Linked DNA regions of Hordeum vulgare: region 2 is linked to region 1. A link is a contact called in public Hi-C data. All regions are on one chromosome and are shown on one strand. The core of a region is the stretch at or near the end of the contact, and the rest is flanking DNA. Distances in the headings are between cores, read along the strand shown.

What was found. A called contact is a pair of places that touch in the nucleus more often than the background predicts.
Region 2: a Hi-C map of seedling shows a contact between it and region 1, with 4 times the contacts expected there. The contact joins the promoter of LOC123426806 here to the promoter of LOC123426779 in region 1. A contact is called at or near these places in 3 of 6 Hi-C or Micro-C datasets (leaf and seedling).

Annotation. Positions count from the first base shown.
Region 1 is chr1H:120,655,421-120,659,960 of MorexV3_pseudomolecules_assembly, reverse strand. LOC123426779 (pre-mRNA splicing factor SR-like 1) reads left to right here and starts at 2,217. Exons shown (of 5, transcript XM_045110665.1): 1 at 2,217-2,455; 2 at 3,335-3,640; 3 at 4,071-4,151; 4 at 4,479-4,540. The coding sequence starts at 3,353.
Region 2 is chr1H:120,797,885-120,802,424 of MorexV3_pseudomolecules_assembly, reverse strand. It overlaps LOC123426806 (auxin-responsive protein IAA15-like), which reads right to left and starts at 2,457. Exons shown (of 5, transcript XM_045110705.1): 1 at 1,905-2,457; 2 at 1,599-1,816; 3 at 1,394-1,508; 4 at 123-184; 5 at 1-19. The coding sequence starts at 2,086.

The DNA of each region.
Region 1 (4,540 bases), core at 968-3,467:
ATGATTTTTGAAAACAGACACCATGGTACCCATGCACCATTGCTATTTTTTTTGGGGGGGGGGCTACTACTGTCACATGCACTGCTCAAAGTAAATTGGTTCTTCTGAACCTCTGTTGAGCTGCGCAGTGCCTATCAAGAAGCTCGCCACGGTCCGTTAGTCGACTGTTTCCCTCCTTTGCTCTTCTAGCTTTGTTCTGTTCTGTTAGATTGCTAGATGGTTTCTCTGTTTCTTGGCTTCTATGTTTCACATACCAGTGGTTAAATAAATTGGATGTTTTGCAGAGATGGCAACCAGGCAAATGCGGCAGTGGCAGCTCCGAGGCCGCAAAAGCCAAGTTAAAAAAGATCTATGCAGTGTACACAGATATTTTCTTTGCTCTTGTTCTTCCTATGGCTTTTGGCGTTGAGATTGATGCTTACTGTAGAAAGAATGTTGAGATTGATTCTTACTATAGAAAGAATGTTGAGATTGATTCTTACTGTAGAAAGAATGTGATGCTTTGTTGTTGCATTAGAGCTCTTTCTGGATGTATCTATTCAATTTACCCACGAGAAAGAGACAAGCATAGAGAGTGGCGTGGTTTGAACATGAACACGCGTGCAGTTCTTTTAGACCCCAACAAGCGTATCCCCTAGGACGTCGGAGGAGAAGCAGAAGAGCATGCAAATGTAGGAGAAAAGCTACAGAGCAGGCCTGGTCATGGAAATAGATCCAGCGGTTGGAAAAGGTAGGATGCTTGGTACTTGGTCGGATCTGGGGCAGTTGGCCCTTGGCGGCGTAGACAAAATGGATCCGTGTCGACGGTGACTTGCTTTTGCATGACGGTAGTTCTTGTTGAGATGCTTTTGGCGCCGCCGGCAGCGACCTCCTCCATGTACTCGTCCTCCCTGTCGGCCATATCCATGGATCCGGATTGAGAAGAGAAAGGGGTAGGAGTCCAGACGGCAGAGGAGGGGTCACAGGTGAGGAAAGGGGAAGAAAGGAGGCGCGGGCGACTGGATGTCGAGTTTGCTTCCTTCTATGGTGGCCGGTGTCGAAGGACCTGGCCATAGGCCGATGGCACGATGCGGTGGCAGCAGCAACCCTAGCGTGCGTCGAGGGAGAAGGGATGAGGGCGATTTCCTCTTCCTCTCTGTCTTTCTTCTTCTTCTTGGAGAAGCAAACAACGCGACGGGGCAGCCAAGGGTAAACCGCTGGTCTTTTTTGTCTGTAGCTAATCCGACGTGGACAGCGCGAGAGCACGCCCCTGATGCGTAGCTTATTATGTTTTTATTGTATCGGATTTTTTATTGAACCAATTGGTTTTTGGAGGGTTGAAAAAAATCGGTGGGAGAATGTGGATGAAAGGATAGCTAGCGTTAGGAGGTTGAACCATCACGACAGACGGCAGATCCCGTTTTAATAGTAGAGATCAGCCCGCGCGGACACGTAGCACGCCCCAATTTGAAAGGAAGAGGAAAAACGTCCAACATGCAGTCTCGTCTTATAACGGGCCAGAACTCCTGAAGAGCCCAACAAAGGTCGTTAGCTGCTTGGAAAGCCCAATAGATGATTGGATTCCTAGTCGTACGCGACTCAAATCTGGCCAAACGGGCCGTGCCACGCGGGCCGGCACGGCTGCCCGCAGGCCAGGCATGACACGGGCCGAGCCCGACACGTGCTAATCGTGCTCGGGCCAGGCACGAGCACGCCGTGGGCTGTGCTCGGGCTGCCACCCCGAGCCCGCGTGCTGGCCCGACACGACACGATTAGGCAGCGAAGGAAATGGGGGACTGGGGGTGCGGGGCGTTGGGCGGGGGCGCGGGGCGTCGGGCGGGAAAGAGGGCGTCAGTCCCAGTCGCGACGCGAATCTAGGGGAGCGGGCGGGAAACGGGGAGCAGGCGGGCGGGAAAGGGGGAGCGGGCGGGCGGGAAAGGGGGAGCGGGCGGGCGGGAAAGGGGGAGCGGGCGGGAATTTAGGCGGGATCTGTGGCGGGCCGCCGTGCGAGAGAGGGCCAGATGAAAAAAAATAACAAATATGTGGCGCGCCGCCGTGCCTTAACGTGCCACGGGTCAACCCGATTAGGCCACGTGCCGTGCTTGGGCCTGGGAGGCTGACACGCGGGCCGACACGGCACGACCTGTATATTAATCGGGCCCAGGCGGGCCATGCCGTGCCTGGTACGATTACGGCGGGCCGGCCCGTCCGCCCGTTTGGCCAGGTATGACGCGACTCCCCCATCTCCACAAATCCACAGCCGACCCTCCCCTCCCCTTTCCTCGCCTCCTTCATCCATCTCCGGCGATCTCCCAGCTACCGTCGAATCCCAAACATCACACCCTCCGCCGTCGCCGAAGCCGATACGAGTTCATCCTCTACAGAGAGTCGTCATCCCCTCTGGTTTGGGGGTCTCCGCAAGCCGCCCTCGCTCTCGGAAGCCAAGGAGGTCGTAGGGTTTGCGCGCATCCTCCGTGTGAGTAACTGAGTATCCCTTTCTGTTTCCGCGTACATAGATTCATCTCGCCAGTTACTAGTTAAAGTAGAGACGATTACTAGTTTGAGCCATTTTTTTGCTATTAAGTGCGGAATAGATGAGAATATCCTCTGGACGAAATCGTGTACGTTAACGACAGGGTTTCTGATGAATCTGTGTGATTAATGGCCATGGAAATTTCTTTGTGCAAAATATAGTTCTATTCTAGTTCTACTTGGCCCCATAGAAATACAATGTATGGTGGGTTGCATTTGTCCACACCAGCGGTTTGGAGGGATTAAATTATTGTGGGTAATCCTTAGGCTAGATACATGGTGGGAAAGGATCAGTGCAGGTTATCTGGATATCACAGTGGGGACCCTTTTAATTGAGTTATATACTCCCTCCGTTCCTAAATATAAGACCTTTTAGAGATTGTACTATAAACTACATACAGATGTACATAGACATATTTTAGAGTATAGATTCACTCATTTTGCTCCGTATGTAGTCTTCTAGTGAAATACCTAAAAGGTCTTATATTTTGGAACGGAGGGAGTACATGGTAAAACTATCAGCCACTCTCGAGGTTTGCTTGTGTGGCATTACTTGTCAGACGCACTGATAGTAACATAGTATAATCTGTTGACCTTGAGAGCTTAAGTGGGGATTTCATGGGTAGTGAGGGACACATGAATTTTCAGCCGTTTGAGGTAAAGACTGATCTACATTTTTCTCAGGTGGCAATATATCTGTAAATATTTGCGTAATCGTTCTATCAGAACTAAATCCAGTTTTCTTCGTATTTTGGGAAAAGATTCACGCGGGACATAAGCTTTGAGGCTTTAAGCTAAGAGGATCCCTCTGTTTTTGGTCCAGGTTTGTGTTCGCTGAAATATGGAGATACAGACTTCAGGAAAGCCCATCGATATGTTGATGGAGAAGGTTCTTTGTATGAATATTCTTTCTTCTGATTACTTCAAGGAGCTCTACAGGATGAAGACCTATCATGAGGTCATTGACGAGATCTATAACCAAGTTGATCATGTGGAGCCTTGGATGACTGGCAATTGCAGGGGTCCTTCCACTGCATTTTGTCTCCTGTACAAGTTCTTCACAATGAAGCTTACTGTGAAACAGATGCATGGTTTGTTGAAGCATCCTGACTCCCCGTACATTAGAGCTGTAAGTTTCTTTGACATAAGTTACCTTTGACAAATGCATGCATCATGGTTGTTGTGTATACTCATTACATTTATTTGTGATTAATGCATGCACTAGGTTGTATGTCAAAGTTGTACACGAACAAAGTGTTAGCATGGTTGCAGTAACAAACTGGTGTTATCAACCTATCTTAAGCAATCAACTCTTCTTTCTATTTTTTACATTCACTTATTACATTTTGGCTATAACCACTAACAGTCATATTACTTGCTTTCTTGGATGGCCTCGTGTCTTGATTTTGGTCCTAGGACACGTGGATGAACAAAGTTTGCAAGCAGTAGTGTACCAGTCTGTGCATTGGATTTGTGAGCATTTTTTGTTTGTCTTCATTTATCGTGTTAGATAATCAGCTAGCTGCTGCTAAATAACCAATTGGTGTTTGTTTTTGCAGATAGGATTTTTGTATCTTCGATATGTTGCAGATCCAAAGATCCTATGGACATGGTATGAGCCCTACTTGAAGGATGATGAGGTATTGCTGTTTTTGAGTCATTTGTATATTTCTTCTTCTTTTATGTTCTTTGCTGTTATATGTACTTTCATAAGTCCATAAGACCATAACCATATCGAGCTTCCATTTAATTTCCAAATAATAACTTAATAAGTGAATACGATCCATTAGAGGATGGCCTGCAACTAGCTTGTTCAAGAAAGATGTGCTAATTGCAGAAGTCATGGTGTACAAACCAAGGAATACAAGTTTATAATTAATAAGGAAATATATCGAGTCCATATGACTTCATCATATTAATTAATGAGCTAGTTAGCCATATAATCATTATTTTTTGGCTTGATGCAGGAATTCTCCCCTGGATCTAATGGTCGCATGACAACCATGGGTGTATTTGTGCGTGATCTTAT
Region 2 (4,540 bases), core at 1,208-3,707, 140 kb before region 1:
CACCGACCAGCTCTTGGTGCTGCAGGTAGAAGGGAGCAGTTAGATTTATCAAGTGATATTGAGTTAGAACTACAACAAAACAATAACTTCCGCTAGTCTGAAAAACAAGGTTCAGTGTGTACCTAGATTGACAACCTCAGAGCTTTTCATGAGACGGATGCGCTGGCAGGTCTCCACAAACATTCTGCAGGTCAATAATAGGAGATCAGTGCCATATTAGAGCCAACCTTTTACAAAATCATGAGAATTGTAATAAAGCCTGAAATCTACTCCCTCCGTTCCTAAATATAAGACCTTTTAGATATTGCACTATGAACTACATACGGATGTATATAGACATATTTTAGAATATAGATTCACTCATTTTGCTCCGTATATAGTCTTCTAGTGTAATCTCTAAAAGGTCTTATATTTTAAAACGGAGGGAGTATTAACAAGAACAAGCAACAAAATTCTTTTATATTTAGCACGTGGTTATCTTATAGTGGAAAGATGCACCAAAGTTCAAGTTGTCAATTTCTTATCAATTAGAAAGTTTGTTGAACCCTCCAAATATAATGAGATATAGTGAGGTACGGACCAATAGATACAAAAGTCTGGATGAAGAATGAGGCCAAAACTAGAGCTGGTAGGCACAATTCTCAATTATTGTCCAATTTCACGAAGCCATTCAAATTACACATGAAACAACAGAGGATGAAGAAGATCCGTTTTTACAATCAGCACTTCCGTCTTCTCTGAGTTCGAAAGTAAGGACAATGGCTGTTGTCAGAAACATATACCGGTGTTCGTTCACTAGTTTCAACCCTATTCATGTCCGAAAAGCGAAGCAGATGAATTCAGGGATGTGAAATTAATTTATGAGCATAATTCGCCGCCAATAACTTTATAGCATTTCTTTAAGTTTTTCTGAGATTTACTGCTTAACTAGCAAGATCGACGGCTCATACAAATAGAGGCAAACTAAGAACATTTGGCATGGGTCCCAAGTTGAACAGACAATAGGCAATTGATAACCCAACAGGAACATCACATAGTAGTGAAAACCAGGAGCAATTTCGTGATCCCTTGGTACAGTGTAATAAATTTTCTATGTTGTGCCACAGGATCCGAGTTCCTTTACATATTACTACCAGATCAACAACTCAGTAAACCAAAATAATCGTTTCTCAGGCAAAGATAAACTGAAACTAAGAGCGTAAGATCACCAAACCATCCAGATTTCTGAACCTGAGATGCTATAGCACCTGATCAGTTAGCGATCCAAACCACGACCCTAATTAAGCAGTGTATATATGAACTTAAACAACAGGACATAGCTGACGAGCAACAGGAGCTGCAGCTGCATGCGGATTTTAACTGTAAAATAGCAGAAAAGGCCCAGGAAATTCACCTCCAGGGGACGTCTCCGACGAGCATCCAGTCGCCGTCCTTGTCCTCGTACGTTGGCACATATTCCGTGCCGCTCAGCGCGTCCACGAGCTTCATCTCCTCGTTACCAAGCTTGCCTGCATCCACAGTCAAATCGTCAGAACCCATGAGAGAGCAACACGTAGCTAACAACACACAGGCAAGGCATGCCGCGGCGGTGTACTCACGGACGGTTAGGTGGGAGATGAACTTGTCCTGGAGCGTGGCGAGGAGCTGGTCGTAGGAGGCAGGGCTTGTGTAGCCCGCGTAAGCCTTGAGGTCGACCTTGCGCAGGTAGGGCGCGCCGTCGACGGCCACCTTGACGAACTTGGTCTTGGACGAGGCCGCGGACGCGAGGGCGTTCTTCCGGAAGGACCGAACCGGTGGCCAGCCCACCACCTGCGCCCTGCACAGCGAGACCATGTCAGCTCAAAAAGCTTGGGCGCCAAATTTGAGACGGAAGGAGCGAGAGAAGGCAAGGCAGGCGCGCGTACTTGGGGGAAGGGGGAGAGTCGGAGGCGGCGGCGGTCGGGGAGGGGCAGTCGGGGTCGGAGGTGGAGGCGCGCTTGCGGTCGGGGTCGGAGCCGGGGAGGCGAAGGGTGAGGGCGGTGTCCTCGAAGTCGAGGCCCGAGGCGGCGGAGGACTCCGTGGAGCTCCGCTCCGTCTCCACCGACATGGCCGGCAGCTGCAGCCGCGCAGGAGGAGGAAGAGTTGGTGGTGCGGTGGGCTCGGTTTGTCGTGTGGCTCTCCGGTGGGTCGGTCACAGGCGGCGGCTCTGCGGGGTGGGGCGGGGAGGAGAGGAGGTTATAGGTGGGTGCGGTCACCGGTCTACCGGTCGTCGACGGGGGGGTTTAATTACGTGTCGGCCACTGGCGCGCTGACACCCGGAGCTACGCTCGTGAGCTTGGGTTTTACCCGCAATTTCTCGTCGCCATGCCGCTTCCCGCTGATATTTGCGCACAGGTCCAACACAGATCAGCTTTGCTCCATCCCGCCGGGTCGCGGAGGGCCCTAACGTAAATTCGCACCTCCTCCTTGGATTTTTCCCAACGCAATCCCCATTCCAAAGGGGATAGTATTTATTTATACTGCATTAAATCGGGTCATCATCGTCCTTGTCCATCCAGCGGTGGGGTGGTGCAGCATTAACGTTCGTGCCGCCCGTTTTTCCATGCGTGGGCCCGGGCTGCCGGTTGGCCACCCTGCAGGTCCACTCGGGCCCGCTGCGCCGCCCGATCCCGATCCGACGGCCGTAGCCGGCCCGGCAAAGGCGTGTACCAGCGGCGAAAGCGTACGGGAGGGGGGGACAAGGCGATAAAGCCGGGAGCACGTGGGTGTCGCCGGGCTGTCGGCGACGTGTCCCCCACCCGCCCGGTTTTACCTAATTAAATTCCAGCATCTCGCCTTTGCTTTCGCTTTCCATTCGGGCCTGCCGGAATCGAATCGGCTTCCTCTGCCCTCGCCCGCACGCTTTGCGCGAGAGCGACGCCGGCCCTCCACCCTCCGCCTCCAGCTGCTCTTGCTGCCTGCTGCTGCTAGTACCAACCTCGACTCATCTCTTGCTTTTCTCTTTTACCTATGGGACCCAGTGCTTTGGACTTGTCTGTAGTACTTTTCTTTTTTTGCGGAACAATACTCGTCAGTGGTGAGATTTATCTAATTCTGTCAATTTAGCGGTACTAGCGATAGTGAAGCTAATGGAGTACTTGACAACAATCTACTATCTCTTTTCTTTTCACGCGCAAAAAAAAAAAATCTACTCTCTCTTTTTGTCAGACAAAAAAACGCTATCTACCCCGTACTAAACTAGCCGCTGTACGGAGAATCGAAGTTTGGAATGAAGTGACACGCATGTGATACCATCAAGATCAAGCCATATTATAGGCAATAAGGTGCATGCACGTAAAAGCCACAGGGAATGCCGTTTAGGCGCTCAAATGCAGCACCCCGACATATTTGCACGCATCACATGCCGCACGACGGTGATCGGAGTACAAGGCCGAGAGCGGCTATCGTATCGAAGCGCCTCCATCCTGTGCACCGGAAAAGAAAAAGCAACGTCTTTTTTTCCCTTTCCCTTCCTGTGTCTCTGGGGACGAGTAGCGCTGGTCACCTTGTCCGCTAGACGCCGCATGGCCGGCCGGTGCAGGGCGAGTGGTGTTCGTCCAGCCAGGTTCAGGTTCCTGGCATTGCTTGTCTGCTTCCTCTCAAAGCCAACACAGCAATGCAACAGCAAGACCACTCGAGTGGCCTCCTCCTGACACAAAGCGCAAGCTGCACCTTCGGCTAGCTATACCACTTTCGCTTTATGTATGTGGTGCTAGTACGAAACAAGAATGCTGGGGGCGGAAGGAAACCCACGAGATCACTCTATTTTGGCTCCACAATAATCACTTTTAGCAGAAATCAATCGAGTGTTTAATTGAGCATTAGCAATTCCTTATTTAATAATCAATCAAACAGCAGCCATCTACAACGCATTAGCATGATCACTTTTACTCCGTTCGATTCAACGGCCGCAGCTAGCTGGACAAGGCCTGACGGGTCTCCGGGCTAGGTAGGCTTTCCGTTGTGCACGGAAGCGGCCTACACCACCAACTTGTTGCCTACAGTTGTGTACGTACGACTTGCACTGCCGCGCATCCGCATCGTCTGCGTCGGGCGGATCGGCTGCAGCAGAGCATGATGCCAAGATTTCCCGCGTGATGGGGAAGGAAGGAAAGGAGACAAGTGCATGCAAGACCGTCCACAGCTGGGGGATCCCTGTCCTGTCTGGTTCAACCACGGCAAGAACCCAAAACCCAACACACAAAGTGTGCACACATGACGAATTCACTGTTTTGATTTATTTTTTATGAGGTTAGGAGGGATCTCAGGCCCTAACATGATTGTTTTGAGGCCCGCTTCGGTACATCCCTCACAAAACGTAGAATGATAGGAAGGTCATTTCCTTTAAACGTATTCGCTACAGTATATACGTATGCCGTCACGTCGGCCCGCCCCACCCTGCCTCGCCACGTCGGCCCGCCCCACCCTGCCTCGCCACGTCGGCACCGCTGACGTGGAAAACCATCGCCTCGTCACGTCGCACCCCACGCCCTGACCCAGTTGACTCGTCGTGCATGCTAGG